Linked DNA regions of Mus musculus: region 1 is linked to region 2. Evidence: chromatin contacts called from public HiChIP or PLAC-seq data. All regions are on one chromosome and are shown on one strand. Each heading gives the region's core, a stretch centred on a gene start, on an enhancer-like site or on the middle of the called end of the contact. The rest is flanking DNA. Distances are from core to core; before and after follow the strand shown.

Region 1 (5,199 bases), core at 1,926-4,425, 270 kb before region 2:
CATCAAGGCTACTTGGACAGAGAACTGAACCAGTGACATTTGTATAGAACCTTGAGGCATGAAGACAGTGGCACTTCTCTGGATCTCCAAGGGTCTGCAGCTTGAAACCTGATCGCTCTTCCATGCTATTTCATAGGGACCCACCTGACCCTCACTATGTCTAAAACAACGCTGGTTCCTCTCTTGAATGCTATCCGTCATAAGAGTGTTTACAACCAATGCTTGGGCCCCAGATCCTTTCATCGAGTCCCTGGTCTAAAGTCCCTCACTAAAGATTGACCCACGAGCATTAACCTAGATGGAAAAGTTCAGCAGCCAAGTGCCCAGTGGTATTCCTTGGCTGGATCACTGGGGCAGTCACTGACATCCTCCAGGTCCAGGAGAGGAGCTACACTCTAGATCTAAAGATGCCATCCTGGAATGTATAGAGACTGAGACAGAATCTACTCACCTTGACGTCATCCCAGTGATCTTTGTCTTCCTGGAGCACTCGGGCTGTGTAGAGTGGGGTCTGTGGGACCACCATGGATTGCTAGAAGGAATCACAAGCCCACGGATTACTGCCTAGAACTCTGTGGAACAGCATATGTTACCTCCACCACATACCCTGCTCCCATTCTCAGGTGGGGAAATGGTGGCTCAGAGAGGTGAAGGAGCCAGATTGAGACAGAGGCAAAGCCAGGACACAGGTCGGGGTGTTACCATACATCACTGTACAAGGTCCCAGCCCAGCCCTGCACCCAGGCCTCCAGGACTATCCCCTTCCATCCTGCCAGCCCTACTCCAGGCCAAGACCACGCTCACATTGATCCAAGGATGGTTCATAAACTGCATGATCGTTAGCCTCTCTGTGGGATCTGTCTTCAGGAGCAGGCGGATTAGCTGCTTGGCTTGGGGACCCAGAAAAGAGGAATCAGTGAGTTACAGTCCCTCAACTCCCCCACATGAGTCACAAGCTCTGTCAGACAGGACTATACGTGCACCTACATTCTTCATGATTAGAAATGGTGAGTTAACAAGTGTTTCTCGTTGAAGGTCACTAAGTACTCAGGATAATTCATTAAGCAACAATAGATAATACAAGGCCGAATTGTTTGAGCTACCTGGGAGGGAAAATATGAACAAAACAAGGAAGGGGTCCTGGGAAGGTGATATTTATGGGGTTTTATGTTTTTGTTTGTTTGTTTTTCAAGACGGGGTTTCTTTGTGTATCCTTGGCTGTCCTAGAACTAGCTCTGTGGAGCAGGAAGGCCTTGAACTCACAGAGATCCTCCAGCCTCTTTGCCTCCTGGCTGGGGAGACAAATGTTGAACCCACTTGACAAATATAAAAACTGAGACTTTGAAAAGTTCAGATGACTTGTCTAGGTTTGAATAGTGAGGATTTGAACACAAGTCAGTTTGACTGCCAAAGGTGTTAGCATTTCCTCTAGGCTCCACCCAACATTTACCCAGCAATAGCTACCTGCCAGGTATGAACCTTGCTCTGTTTGGCTTCTTTCTCTCCATCCTCTCTCTCTCTCTCTCTCTCTCTCTCTCTCTCTCTCTCTCTCTCTCTCCCCCTCCACCCCTGCCCCTTCCCCACATAGTTTGATTGTTCAGGGAGACACCTTGGCAGGGTCCACCACCCACTTCCACCGCCATTTTATAAAACAACAAAAAATTATATCTCCCAGAATGAAGGTTGAAGGGGCCAGGTTGAGTAGAGAAGCTTACTAACCATCCTCAGAGACATCTAACCATTCAGGGTTAGGGAAGCTATACTGGCCCAAGCGAATCCTTCTTTTCATTCCTGGAGAGATGGCCTGGCCGGTGTTGGAGTAGAAGGGTGGGAATCCACACAAACTGGCAAAGAGAAGAGGTCGTTTGGCACAAGGGTTGGGCACACAAGGGTCAAACAGAGCCATTCTCTCCTTTTCACTAGGGAGACAGGCTTCCAGACACCACAGCAATAATACCAGCCCTGTGGACTCTTGAACACATCCCAGGAATGCCATCAGCCTTGACATGAGGAAGCCCGCAGGCAGTTTCAAGGCCTGTATCTAACAACACAGGAAACAAAAGACAACCTGGCCAAGGGATGACTCGTAAAAAAGTCCCTCCCTAGGGACACAGGGAGTGAGAAGCTGAAATAGCTCATGGAAAGGTAGAAGCAGAAGGTTGAGGCAGGGTTGCGGGGGTGGGGGGTGGGGAGTGGTACTCACAGGATGTACATGATGACGCCCAGGGACCACATATCACAGGACTTGTCATACTTCTCTGGACCCAGGACCTCAGGAGCTACCAAAGCCGAGGGCATAGGAAATCTCTTAGCCCCAAGGGTCTTGGGGACTAGGAAGAAATCTTAAGCCTGGGTAAGGTGAGGAACAGGTACCCAGGCTGGGAGATAGGGCAGAGCAGACTAGTGTCTGGCACCTTCTGGGAAGGCAGCATGTGTGTGAAGTTGGGGGAGGAGAGACAGCTACCAGAAAAAAAAAAAAAAGAAAGAAAGAAAGAAAAAAAAAAGCTGCTTTCAGACAAACCCCTAGCTACTTCCAGCCCCTCTGCCAGTCTCAACTTGGTAAGAGAGAGGAAGGGAGAAGGCCAGCCCCAAGTTTGGAGAGGCCTCGCCATTGAAGAGGATCCCAGTCTGCCAGCCGTGTTCTGTGTTGTGTCTCTCAGCATTGTGTCTCCCTGAACGCACAGCCTGGATCACAGGGTTCTGTGTTCCAGTCAGCTTGGATACCCATCCATTGGCCTTAGTCTTCCAGTCAGTGCATTGAGCTCAGCGGGCTGGACTTATCATGAAAGTATTGCAGAATACTCTAGATAAACAGGGGCCTTTCTGAAGCTTTGTACCCTTAATTGCTCTCCCAAAGGGACAAACGTCAGTCATTGCCCAACTCTCAAGGCAGGGGCACTTGTTACAGGGGCCTTAGGATGTACTGGAGCCTGCCAGGAGCTTTCCCAGGAATCATTAAGTATGTGGATGCCCCCTAGCCCCATCTAATTCCTGGCTCAAGGGACCCTTTCCCACAAGGCAGTTACTAGTACCCTGCATCCCTCTAATGTAGGAGAAAAGGCCTGCCCACTTTCTGAATATGAAGATGAAAACCGGAGAAAAACAACTGCGGCTGGGCTCCGTCCCGAGCTGATGGCAGCCTTTTATCACATATATATTTAGAGCTGCTGTGACGTCATTCAGCTCACAGGCCACAGCCAGAATTTTCCTGGATCTATTTTCAAAAGCAGAAGCTGAAGTTTGGAAGAATATTTTTGCAGCCTCCAGCCCCCCCCCCATCACCCGCCTCCATGCAGACAAGAGTGCTCCCTCCTCCCTCTGCTCCCTCCTCCCTCTTCACCAGGCTTTAACTCTTTGGTTTCCACAACCCTCTGGCTAACCATCCTATAGCATTCTACAGCAATGGGGATGCAAGCCACATGCAAAAGACTCACCCACATAATAGGGAGTGTAGCAGGGTGTCTGGAGGGCATTTTGGGTGGTTTCCTTGGCAAAGCCAAAATCGGTGAGTTTAAGTACAGCATCCTTCTCCTTGGATGTATAGAGTAGGTTTTCAGGCTGTATCCAGAAGAGAAAGAAAGCATTAGTATAGAGGAAGGTACCAGGAGTGGACAGAGTCCCCTCCTCCAGATTCCATGCCTCCATCCCTATATATGATAAGCCAGCTCTGTTTTATGGAAAGCTCTGGATCACTAACAACGTGGAACAGATACCTTCACAGAGAGAAAAGTGAGGCAGGTGCTCAGACAAGACCATGAATGATCAGGTGCCATAGAAAGCCCCTGGGCAGAAACTTCTGTCCCTGAGTTGGGGTGAATACCATGAAAGGCCAGAAAGATGCTGGAGTAGAAAGCAGATGCTCATGAGCCAATATCACCAAGCCCAGAAGCAAGCCCACAAAGTCAGCAGGCCAGGCCCACTTGAGGCTGTTCAGGGAAGCATGTGCCCCCAACTCAGACCCCAGGAGCTACACAGAAGAAATCTTCCTCGCTGCAAAGCACAGATGGGGTTGGCAGATGGGGACAGCCAGCAGGGTTCCAGGGAGGAGGCAGCCCTAAAAACTGGCTTTCAGTGAACAGGTAGGATCTAGGTCCATGCCAAAGAGCAGGAGGGATGATGCCCAAGCAAAACTTAGGTGGAAGAAAAGTGCTCCAGTTTGGATGCAGTGGGAGTTGTTTTGTAGGTTCTGTTTGAGACGATCTGACCTTGGATGGGAATAAACAGAGAATCTATTTAGCATACTCTGCTCAAAGACAGCTTCTCTTCCCATAGGAAGAAGAGAACTCAGGGGCTAAAATAAAGTACTATTTAGAGGGTGGGTCTGCCTTGGCTGCGTGTGTACCTTGAATCAAAGGGTAACTGCACGGGCTGGCAGCCCTCAGCCAGAGGAGCATGTCAGCTCGTCTCTCTGCTCTCCTCTGTCTGGGCGTAAGAGGAAGTAAGCCTCGTGCATAAAGGCGAGGAGGAACAAACAGATTCTGTGCTAATAGTGGCGCACACACAAATGCTTATGTGTGTGCATGCATATGGTTATATGAACGTAGGGCTGCCTAGGAAACCCCAGCTTTCCCAGGAAAGAAATTTTGGAGCAGAATGCTTCCTATCTTTCAAATTCATCCACCAGGAAGGCAAGCAGGCTCAGCCCTAGGTCCGCCTAGGTTCATCCCTTCCTCCAATAGCCAGCAAATGGTTTTGTTCTATTTAAATGCTGTTGTCTGGTGGTCAAATTTGTTTAAATTATATCTCTAACTGCACAGACGACCTGATGGTATAAGGCAGCCCCTCTCTAAGGTCTGGCACGGAGATAGATAGTTATAAAACTTCTTACTGAGCAAGTGAACAAATGAAGGGAACCCAAAGCAGCAACTTCACAGCCTAAGGCAAGATAGTTAGTTTCTCCAAGAGCCTCAGTTCACTTGTCTATGAAATGGGTATATGGCCCCTATCCCACAGTGCCAGGTGAGGATTAAAGAGATGCTTGTCGGGGGCCCACTGGCTGGAAGTAGGCAGTTACTCTCATTACTATTGGGATTGCCCAGTGTTTGAAGAAAACAAGGACGTCCATCTGGCGAGAGCAGAATGAGTGTGTTGTGCTATGGGAGGAGAGAAGAGCAGTCTTAGCTGAGAAGCTGAGGCAAGGAAGTTAGTTTCAATTCAGGGATTTCGGGGGAGGGGGGGTGTGAGGGGAGGGCAGCAGGG
Region 2 (5,549 bases), core at 2,993-5,492:
GATCTCAGTGCTCAGATACCTGATGATGCCAGGATCAGGCCACCCACCAGCAAGAGCGCACTCCATCATGATTCAGGGAGGTCAGAGGCCAGGATAGTTCCGGCAAATATTTTGACAGATGTACGTACATACTCGCGCGCGGGTGTGTGTGTGTGTGTGTGTGTGTGTGTGTGTGTGTCCCTACATAGGCCAGGGTATGTGTATGTGTAGGTCTCCCTACATAGAACAGGGTGTGTGTGTGTGTGTGTGTGTGTGTGTCCCTACATAGGCCAGGGTATGTGTATGTGTAAGTCTCCCTACATAGGACAGGGTGTGTGTGTGTGTGTAGGTCTCCCTACATAGGACAGGATGTGTGTGTAAGTCTAGGTCTCCCTACATAGAACAGGGTGTGTGTGTGTGTGTGTGTGTGTGTGTGTGTGTGTGTGTGTGTATGGGTATCCCTACATAGGCCAGGGTACGTGTGTCTGTGTGTAGGTCTCCCTACACAGGACAGGATGTGTGTGTGTGTGTGTCTCCCTACATAGGACAGTGTGTGTCCATGTGTGTGTCCCTGCATTAATCAAGCTGTGGTGAGAGGAGACTAGGTCTCCCTATGTAGGCCAGGCTGGCCTGGCTGCCAGGAGGGGCTGCGGCACAAGCACAGGGGTCCGAGGAAAACTGACAGCCTGCAGGGAATCTCTCCTCCCACTGTGTTCTTCCAGTTGTCACACTTGGCCACAAGTGCCGGTACCCAGGCATCCCCCCGCCTGACCCCTGCATTCTCTTCATGGGAAGAAAACTAAGCCACTAACCTAGGCAGTCCTGAACTGGATGCTCGATCTCTTCCACTCTGGGGGCAGGAGAGCCATTCACTCTGTGTTTCTGGAAATTGTCCAGCTAAGTTCTCGTGATCTTAAGTGTGGTTACCAGTAGATTCCCATAGCACAGATGAGCAACCAGGGAGGAGAAATGCCTTCTGTCTCGCCAGGTGAGGCGACTTAAAGAAAATCAGTGAAAGCTGGGTCTAGTGGTGCCTGCCCCATAATCCACGTGAGGTAAGTGGAGGCTGGAGGAACAGGCGTCCACGGACATCCTTAGCTGTACAGGGAGTTCTAAGGCAGCCGGGGCTACACGAGAATCTTCAAAATAAAAATAAGTTCAGCCAAAGTCTCAAGTGGCAGGGCTTAGATGTCCCAGTTAGTAAAGAGCCTGCTCTGCAAACATGAAGACCTCAGTTCAGTTTCTCAGGACGCGTGTAAAAAGTCCCGTGCAGTGGACTGTAACCACTGCATTGGGGGCGGGAGGCACGAAGAGTGGGGACAGGCAAAAACCCAGAGGTCATCAAACCCAAAGCCTAGCTGGACCCATGAGCTCCAGACTCAGCGAGGAGAGTCCCTTCTCAAAATAGAAGGTAAATGGTGGTGCTCCTTTAAGTCCAGCACTGAGGAAGCCAAAGCAGGCAGGTCTGTTGGTCTGAGAACAGTCTGGTCTACACAGTGAGTTCCAGGCCACCCATGACTGCTCGCTGGGATCCTACAGGGTAGAAAATGATAGAGGACACCATCCAACATTCATTTCAAACTACTATACACATGTGCACACGAGCACGTGCGCGTGTGCACACACACACACAGGAGAGAGAAACACAGAGACAGACAGACAGACAGAGACAGAAAGACAGAAAGAGAGTGTTTGTGTGCCTTTTAGGCTGGCTGGAGGAAAACTTGGATACTAAACATGACAAAGGACATTCCAGGATTAGCCATGGCGAGGTTTCCCTCGCTCCTCTGCAGGGGCTGACCTAGAGCAACGCACGTCTGAACTACTCTCATGCCCCCAAAACAGTTCCCGTGCCTTGGAACAACACACATGGTTTGGAGTGGGGTTGTCAGATAAAGTCCAGTCAATTCTCATTTGCAGTTAATTTGTCTGTTTGTTCCTTTGCTTATTGCTTTTGAAAAGTCTCACGTAGTCTAGCCTGGCTTCAAACTCACTCTATCACCATAAATGGCCTTGATCCCCCTGCCTCAGCCATCCCAGTGCTGGATTATAGGCAAATACCACCACCCAGACTCTAAGACATTTTTAAATGATTGATTGATTGATTGATTGATTTTATGAGCATTGGTGTTTTGCCTGCATGTATTTCTGTGTGAGGATGTCAGATGCCCTGGAACTGGAGTTACAAACAGTTGTGAGCCACCATGTGGGTGCTGGGAACTGGGCCAGGGTCCTTTGGAAGAGCATCCAATGCTCTTAACCTCTGAACCATCTTTCCAGCCCCAGATTCTGATAATTTTTTAATAAGGTTTTTGGTACTTGGTTACTATCGTCCCTGTGGCCCATGGTTATTACTGACAGTGTCATTATAATTTGTGCTATTACTGTACTCTGAATAAATTTATTCTTGCTTCTATAGGAACAAATGAGTTGTTTTAGTTTTGTTTTGTTTTGTTTTGTTTTGTTTTGTTTTGGGGTGTGTGTGTGTGTGTGTGTGTGTAATATGGCATGGGATGTCCCTCTCCTGAAAATTGTTTATTCAAAAATCAAATCTGATTAAGTATTTGACTCTATTTTGTTTTGGGTTTTGGTTTTTAGTTTGGGTTTTGTTTTAGGGAGTTTTTTGTATAGCCTTTGCTGTCCTAGAGCTAACTCTGTAGACCAGGCTGGCCTCCAATTCACAGAGATCAACCTTAAAGGCTTGAACCACCACTGCCCAGTAACTCTGTATTTTGATTTGCTAAGTCAAACTTAGCAAACACTGGTATATGGCATACAGTAGGAACCCTAACCCCAGACAAAAATAAAAGGTGAAAGGTAGTTTTGAACACACAGGCAGTTGTACTGAGATCAATAGCTAAAAGGGGATTTTATAATAAAGTCCCTTGTAATATAATTAATCACATTTAAAAATATGCATATATATGTGTGTATATATATATGTGTGTGTATATATATATATATATATATATAACAAAAATCTCAGGGTTGGGGAGATGACTCCATAGTTAATAATGCCTGATGCTCTTACAGAGAACCTGTACCCCAGCACCCACATCTGGTGGCTCAGAAATCCAGCTTCCGACATGCTGTGGCCTCTGTGGTGGCTTGCACACTTAACGGCATATACACACAAAGACACACATACATGTAAATAAAATAACTTTTTTGGGGGTGGGGGAGGGTCGAGACAGGGTTTCTCTGTATAGCCCTGGCTGTCCTAAAACTCACTTTGTAGACCAGGCTGGCCTCGAACTCAGAAATCCACCTGCCTCTTCCTCCCGAGTGCTGGGATTAAAGGTGTGTGCCACCACGCCCGGCTATAAAATAACTTTTAAATACATCTCAAACACCCTGTTGACAGCCACTATAGCATAAAGTTGAGCCTAGACCAACTTGGCACTTATAGAGAGACTTAAATATATTTTTTCTTTAATGTTCATTGGTGTTTTGCCTGCATGTGTGTCTGTGTAAGGGTGTCAGAAACCCTGGAACTGGAGTTACAGTTATGAGCTGCCATGTGGTTGCTGGGAATTGAACCCAGGTCCTCTAGAAGAGCAGTCAGTGCTCTTAACCGCTAATCCATCGCTCCAGCTCAAGGGAGATTTCTCTGTCCAGTGGAATCAAGTGGGAAAAGAGTCGCTGAAGTAGCACAGCCTTGACCCTTATTCCCCCTTAGGTGGAAAGTTCATGTACAATTACAAGTACAATTCGCTGGAACAAGGACAATGTGAACGAACACCCAATACAACAATGGCAAGTCGTTTACACAGTTGCCTTCTTTGATCGTTAAGATAGGAAGAGCCTGCCATCATCATCATTTTTAAGGCTCCTGAAATTGCAGCGGGGAACTTGGTCAATAACACAGTGACTACAAATGACTGAACAAGCCCATCTTAGGCTTCACTTGCCAGACGACAGTTTCTGGTTAGTTCACACACGTTGGTACAACTCATCAGAACCGTTCACATTCTTATGTACCTGCTTACAAAGACACTGCTGTACCTGTACAAATCCTAAATAGAGCCAATCTCCTCCAAAGAATTGAGCAAGTGTGTGTGGCCCAAGGCGGTGCTACCTCTTGAACCCGCCCACTTAACACCTCCCTTTACTGCATCAGGAATACTGATCTCAACTTCCATAACTCCTAAGAACTGGAGGAGTAAGCACTGAAAACTACAACTCCCAAGCTCCCTAGCCCGTACACTCTACGGGACCGGTCGGCGCACAGCTTCTGGGACTTGTGGTTCTATGAAGAAACCGGTCGGCTAGGTCCCAAGGACTCCGTATCCCAGCATGCCGAGAAGCCGGAAGGCAAGCGCTCAGAGGGCGTACTGCCGCGGCCGCCGGCGGGGGCGCGCAGGCGCGGCGCCCCTGTTTGTCGGCCCCGGAGAGGGGAGGAGGTACCGTCAAGCCAAAACCCTAGCCCAGCCGGAGCTAAACGGGCTTGACTTGGGCCGGAACGAGGCACCAGTTCCCCGCAGATCGCAGAGTCTCAGAGTGGATGGAGGAAGCCTAGCCTTGAGATTAACGCTAGCCTGGCCGCTGGGCCGACGGAACCCGCAGGCAGGCGAGCCCAAGCTACCCAGGGCCTAACGACAGGTCCCCGGCAAGAAGACTTTCTCCTCGCTTTGGAACTACAACCGGATCAAACCGGAACCAGAGCCTTCCCACGGAACAGAAGCCAGTGAAGTAGCCGGGCCCGGGCCTCCCGTCGGGGCCGAACTGGGACGAGGCCCCGGGGAGGCCCCTAGGCCACCTTCCACACATTCCCTTAAGCCAACGTCCGCCAGGAAGATGCAACGCGCCCTACCTGGTGCCCGCCAACATCTGGGGGCCATCCTGGCCAGCGCCAGCGTGGTGGTGAAGGCACTGTGCGCCGTGGTACTGTTTCTCTACCTGCTTTCCTTCGCTGTGGACACGGGCTGCCTGGCCGTCACCCCAGGCTACCTTTTCCCACCCAACTTCTGGATCTGGACCCTGGCCACCCACGGGCTCATGGAACAGCACGTGTGGGACGTGGCCATTAGCCTGGCCACAGTGGTTGTGGCCGGGCGATTACTGGAGCCCCTCTGGGGAGCCTTGGAGCTGCTCATCTTCTTCTCGGTGGTGAATGTGTCAGTGGGGCTTCTGGGGGCCCTCGCCTACCTCCTCACCTACATGGCTTCCTTCAACTTGGTTTACCTGTTCACTATTCGTATCCACGGCGCCCTGGGTTTCCTAGGTGGTGTTCTGGTAGCCCTCAAGCAAACTATGGGAGACTGTGTGGTTCTGCGAGTGCCCCAGGTCCGCGTCAGCGTCGTTCCCATGCTGTTGCTGGCGTTGCTGCTACTCCTCCGGTTGGCCACGCTGCTCCAGAGCCCAGCCCTGGCTTCCTACGGCTTTGGGCTGCTATCCAGTTGGGTGTATCTTCGCTTCTATCAGCGCCATAGCCGGGGCCGAGGGGACATGGCTGACCATTTTGCTTTTGCCACCTTCTTCCCGGAGATCCTGCAACCGGTGGTGGGGCTGCTAGCGAACTTGGTGCACGGCCTCCTGGTGAAAGTAAAGATATGCCAGAAGACAGTGAA

Evidence for each region. HiChIP or PLAC-seq counts read pairs in DNA pulled down with a chosen protein or histone mark.
Region 1: an H3K4me3 HiChIP or PLAC-seq map of bone marrow-derived macrophages shows a contact between it and region 2, with 4 times the contacts expected there. The contact joins the enhancer-like site here to the promoter of Tmem115 in region 2. A contact is called at or near these places in 5 of 39 promoter capture datasets (hematopoietic stem and progenitor cells, hippocampal neurons, liver and 1 more), 1 of 484 Hi-C or Micro-C datasets (the G1E-ER4 cell line), 4 of 115 datasets of contacts at active chromatin or transcription factors (the 230-238 cell line, bone marrow-derived macrophages and large pre-B cells) and 2 of 9 other capture datasets (adipose tissue and pancreatic islet).

Annotation. Positions count from the first base shown.
Region 1 is chr9:107,256,611-107,261,809 of GRCm38.p6, forward strand. It overlaps Mapkapk3 (mitogen-activated protein kinase-activated protein kinase 3), which reads right to left. Exons shown (of 11, transcript NM_178907.3): 6 at 3,435-3,558; 7 at 2,204-2,279; 8 at 1,720-1,844; 9 at 805-890; 10 at 452-532. Among named protein-coding and RNA genes, the nearest start is that of Dock3, 27 kb to the left of the region's middle. Within about 2 kb of position 3,176, at least 41 of the 459 cell types and tissues checked have an H3K27ac peak or open chromatin away from gene starts, as enhancers often do. A contact at or near this core is called in bone marrow-derived macrophages and hippocampal neurons, where this site is marked.
Region 2 is chr9:107,529,703-107,535,251 of GRCm38.p6, forward strand. Tmem115 (transmembrane protein 115) reads left to right here and starts at 4,243. Exons shown (of 2, transcript NM_019704.2): 1 at 4,243-5,549. The coding sequence starts at 4,777.